2 separate regions of the Xenopus laevis genome follow, and region 1 is linked to region 2. A link is a contact called in public Hi-C data. All regions are on one chromosome and are shown on one strand. The core of a region is the stretch at or near the end of the contact, and the rest is flanking DNA. Distances in the headings are between cores, read along the strand shown.

The links. A called contact is a pair of places that touch in the nucleus more often than the background predicts.
Region 1: a Hi-C map of the XL177 cell line shows a contact between it and region 2, with 3 times the contacts expected there. The contact joins the promoter of arhgap10.S here to the enhancer-like site in region 2. A contact is called at or near these places in 2 of 4 Hi-C or Micro-C datasets (the XL177 cell line and the XTC cell line).

The regions. Positions count from the first base shown.
Region 1 is chr1S:46,279,243-46,281,972 of Xenopus_laevis_v10.1, forward strand. arhgap10.S (Rho GTPase activating protein 10 S homeolog) reads right to left here and starts at 1,338. Exons shown (of 23, transcript NM_001093142.1): 1 at 946-1,338. The coding sequence starts at 1,099.
Region 2 is chr1S:46,243,171-46,245,993 of Xenopus_laevis_v10.1, forward strand. arhgap10.S (Rho GTPase activating protein 10 S homeolog) reads right to left here. Exons shown (of 23, transcript NM_001093142.1): 6 at 1-2. Among protein-coding and RNA genes, the nearest start is that of arhgap10.S, 36 kb to the right of the region's middle. Within about 2 kb of position 1,256, at least 2 of the 7 cell types and tissues checked have an H3K27ac peak or open chromatin away from gene starts, as enhancers often do.

The DNA.
Region 1 (2,730 bases), core at 88-2,587, 36 kb after region 2:
CAATATGCGGCTGGGGGATAACGGGTGGGGCCAAATGATGGGATTACAATGCTGCAATTGGGCGCCGATGGGTCACAGGACTGCATCAACTAGCTGATGCCGTCCTTGATTGCAGAAAAAAAAAATCAAACTTGACCGATCAATATCTGGCTGATTTTTGGCCTGATATCGATCAGGAGGACCCGTCGGGAGCCCCCACACACAGGGAGATAAACTGCCAAATTGGTCTAAAGCTTTAATCTGCCCGTGTATGGCCTTTATAGTAAAATGTAAGGATATTATAAGTCACAGAGGAGTTTCATAGCCATATAAAGCAAGATTCTGAAGACTAAGTGCTTTTATCTCTATGGTGACTTGAATACTTTAAACATTGTTTTTTTATAACACACAAGTTTGAGTAAGTCACGTGACACCACTGACATCACTAAGCATGGATTACAACGGATGACATCACTGTTTATAAACAGATCATTTAGGAGGATACTCTTGTGCATGGTATAAATATACACGACAGTCTTTGTGTGCGTTTAAATCTGACTAGCGCTTATGTGGCTGGCCGGCTGCAGCTTCCACACATTCTTACACAATGGGATTAGAATGAGGAATTGTGTTCTCCAGTCAGTCTATGGGGGAAGGGGCACCAGCCAAGTCTACTGACAAGGAGAAAACAGACAAAGTGCTCCCAGTGTTAGAGTCCAGGTGTTGGAGTACAACATGCAAGTGTGGGGGCTGCTGTGACTTGTAGCACAACAAGCAGTTGGGGAAACTTTTCCCAGCTAGAGAGAGAGGGAGATGAGACAAGTAGCAATGTTTTTAGCTGTTCAGTCATTAGCAGAGCGATATGTTATTAATTCCCTTGTCATGTTGTTGTTCCTGGGGCAGCAGAAAACTACACAATGTGACAATAAAACAGGCCAAAACTACACACACACACAAGAGACTTACTCTTAGTAGCGGCAATGAGGTTCTTGCCATCCTTGAGCAAGTCTTTAATAAACCTGTTGGTTCTGTCCAGCTCCGCCTCATGGGCTCGGATCCTCTCCCTCAGCCAAGGGCTGTCCAGGTAACAGTCACTGAACTCCAAGGGCTGCAGCCCCATGATTCCAATCCCCCAGGCTCCGATCCGCTCTCCCTGACAAATCCCTTAATAGGCATGCGAAGCACAAGCAAACGGATAGGCAGCCTGGCGGCACAGATCACTTGCAAGAAAAGGAGGAGGAGATGAACTGGGAGAGTCTTCCCACGGGATCCTAAGGGCGAGCATGGGAATCAGAGCGGTGTCTCAGCGGGGGTCCCCGACTCGGCAGTGCAGGCGCGGGAGCGTTCCATCATACTGTGTGTGTGTCTGTCTGTGTGTGTGTGTGTGTGTATCCCTTCAGCAATATCTGCACATGGCATGAGCCACAGCACTGACACACACACATTCCTCAGCACAGACCCCGCCCTCATAATGCCGGCTCTTCAACTTACCATTTTGGGGCTCAGTTCGGTGCTGACAGCCGCGTGTTCCAAGGCACAACAACCAGTCACAGCTCCGCTTTCATCCGAACCAAGTCCACTAAACTCTTAAAGACCAATTGTATTCTATGATTTGTGACACGTGTCCCTTATACGCTACGGACGCCTCTGTCTCTTTAAAAAGAAAAAGTGCCCAAAGTAACAAGAGATCCCCACCCCCTACTCGTGCCACAGGGTTGGCGGGTTTCCAGACAAATTGGGCTACTAATTTAAAGCCCAGATGGGTTTGAAAGTACAAACTAGCCAAGGTACAGATTTGGGCAACTTTTTGGGCCTTTGGCTGGTTTGTATTTAGGGTTGCCACCTTTTCTCGAAAAAAATACCGGCCTTCCTATACATTTATCTTTTTTCCCTATTAATAACATTGGGATCAACCATCATTTTTATCGGCCAGGCCGGTAAATTACCGGCCAGGTGGCAACCCTATTTGTACTTTGGAAACCAGCTGAAGTTTTTTGTTGCCCTAATGTGCCAAGCCTGTGTCTCCCAATGCATGTTGGGTAATGCAGTTTATGTTTAACAATATGCCCACTGGCAAATTTAATGTAAGACTACAATACCCAGCATGCAATGGGACTGACTTGTGTAGAAGTCAAGGGTTACCAGATTTTGGACTCTGTACCCCAGTCTCCCTTTCCGTCTTCGTATTCTCCAGTGACTTTCCTCAATTATAGACAATTTTGGGGCAAAAAATCTCTTGGCCACCAAAATGTCTAGAGGTTGACCGGTTTTACCAATATTTATTGAAATTGTATATGTATTAGGGCCTTATGGGACCCCTATACCTCCTAGGCCACCTCTGTAGTTACTCCCTGGTGATGGACGAATCTGTCACATTTTGCTTCCTGGAAAATTTTGTGAAAAAGGCGTATTTTCACATATTTTAATTTGGGGTTTTTTTAGACTTTTTTTTCCATTGCACATATTGTGCTATTTTTGGGCTACTTTTGAAGTGCCTCTCTGCTAGTTTTGGCCTGGTTTTGTAGCTGATTTTGGCTGGTTTTGAAATTAGACCTGGCAACCCTGCCTGAGTGGGAGACTTCTGGGATGTAGAACTGGAGTTGCAGACAGGACAGCGCTACTAGCAGTTGTAGTTCAGCAATATTAGAACCCTGCACAGACAGACATATACATTTATCCCCAGGACTACAAATCCCAGCATTCCAAGTAGCTATAGAGGGTGTGGGTTGTAGTCCAGTCTGCGAGGACTCT
Region 2 (2,823 bases), core at 6-2,505:
GCCTAAAGTACAAAAAAAAATAGGAATTGAGGTTTCAGAATACATTTTGCATTTCATGTCATACCCTTTAAACGAATACGTTTAACATTCCTAAGAACTAAAGGAAAAGGTTTCTGCACAGCACTGACGCTACATATGGACAAAATAAGGCATGTTACCAGGCGACTGCTAGGCTTAAGAGAAGATTTAACGCATACTTTGTAACTTGAAAATTCTCATTTCTTCAGATTTGGTGTATATTTGTTGTTGAGTCAGAAGTGCAAGAAATTGTGCGCACATTTTGGGAAGATTTTCCCATCTGCCATATACACTATATACCAACCAAAGTTCAAGATTTCAAATCTGGACATTTATGCATCTGACCTAGTCAGCCGTAATCAACAAATCACTTTCTCCTCAAAGCTCCCACCATACAGATTTTGTCTTTGTCATTATCTGAACCTTCTATAGAAAAACAGGCTCTGGGAGGAAAGCAATGAGATCAGAAATGGAATCTGAATATAAGCCAATAAACATGTAACATCATAAACGGCACAGTTTCTCTTTTACAGAAAGACCATAGTCATAGCAATATATGTTGTAGCATAAAAAGAGAAACTATTTAACCATTTACTGAAAAATTCAAGTTCTTTAGTGACAGTTTCCCTGACGTAGAGTAGAGCAGTAGAGCAGTGCAGCTTTGGGTTCCTGGTTGAAGCTGTACACTTTATGCAAGGAGTTTATGTGTTAATCCGGTGTTGTGACTGATCCCAAACTACAAAAACATAGAGACAGATTAATTGGCTCCAGATTGGCCTGTTCACATTTGAATGGGACTTGAGATTGTAAACTACATTGGGGCCCTTTGACCCTCTGCCTTTAAATTACTATTGAGTGCCTAAACCCAGCAGAGTTCAGTGACAGCTCTAGCAGAACCCCCAAGTAGATTCATCTGAGATGAACATGCAACTCGCTTGGGCAAGCTGGTACTTCCTCTAGAGCATATTTTTTTTTAACTGAAGCACTAATTTATTTAAGAAGCCTCAATGAGGCTGAAAATCTATCATTTTAAATAATCTGGGACAGGGCCGCTCCTACCATTAGGCTAGGTGAGAACCTTGCCTCAGGCAACAGCGAGTAGCAAATTACAAGGGGTGGAAAAAAGCCACCTCTTGTAACTTTAAGAGTCAAATCTAACCCAGAAATGTCTCTGCTAGTGCAGAGAGTGCCATTACGCTTATTGTACTAATGTTGCCCCCCCTTTGAACCATTCAGATGCTGATTTTTAAGTGCAGAGGGGGGTCAGCATCTGGGCCACTGCCTCAGGCAGTAGCAGCCCCACATGTGGGAAATACTGTAAATAAAGTTGCTTGAAATAATTCCTGGGGACGTCTAAAGAAAAAGACCATCTTTAACCTCATGCTTTTTTCTTGCAACTTTTTTGCAGTTTTTCTCAAATACATTGCACGTATTCAAGGTTCCTAATAATATTCTTGCTTATATTTATCTTTTTTCTTCAAGTCCATTAAAAATGGCATCTGGAATTAAGCTAAAAACACAAGCTGAAAGTCAGATGATAAAGTACGGCAAGATGAAAAAGTAAGCTGTCTAACTCTACAGTCCCACCAATGGTACAAGTTATGGCTATGACCTGATAAAAATGTGCTGTATATATCAAATTAACAGCTTCAATGTGTACTGAAATAACCATAAACCACAATAAGAACAAATTGTTTGAGAAATACATATTCTTCCCCTGTTAAGTGCCCTTTGCTTAAAAGGTCACAGAGGCACCGCTCAGCCATTTTCTCATACATTTTTTCTTTTGGAAAAAAAATCATAATTTGGGGGGAAAAAAATCTCTGGGGAAAGTGAAATGAGCCAAGAAAAACATTAATGTGTGCGTGCCATAGCTCATACAAGATAACTCTACCATTCTTTAGTTTGGCCTCCAATGTGCTGAAAGCTGTCAGTGAAAACAGAAAGGCAGGAGGAGAGTTCGTGTTTTTCTTTAAATATTAAACTTTTATGATAAAAACAAATCAGCTGTGTGGAAATGCATTGCTATTATTTTTCTATTGTTAGTTTTTCCTCTCATCCTTTACAATGATAAGCAGAGTTTTTTCTGCAGAACTCACTAACATCAGATTAGGATGACAGCGCTGTCATTTCTTGCTTCATTTCAAAAACTATTACACTGACAATAAAGTACCAATAACTTTATAAGGAAATATGACATCCTCAAATGTTTTTCTTTAAATGATGTATACAAGTGTCTGTTTTATTCAAAATAAAATACATTTTAACCAACTAGACAGTGTGGAAATTACAAAAGTACACAGTGTGCCTGTTTTCTGCATACGGACTTCCAGCCTTGCACTATATGGGCCCATAGGTGTCCTCCCTCCTGCCCTCTACTTGTGCACAAGTTAGGAAGTAGCTGAAGACACAGACTGCAACAGGGCCCTGTCATTACTGCATGCCCTACCGCTGCAGGGAAATTGTAAGTAAACCCTAAAGGTGGCCATAGACGCCCAGATAATATCGTACAAAACAAATTTACGTACGATATTCGGTGCGTGTATGGTGGGAAATGAGCCGACCAATATCGGCAGAAGACTTGGATATTGGTCGGCTCGTTGATCGTGCTGGACGGAAAATTTTGATTGGGTGCCTTTGAAGGTACTCAAACATCGGCCATTGCTAAATTGTCAGATACAGGTAGAATTCTATTGTTTCTACCTGTATATCTAACTGTATATCTGACGGTTCAGCTCTACACGTGTGTATTGAAATGAACAATCTTTTCCAAGAAAGATCATAATTGTTACATCGATGGCCACC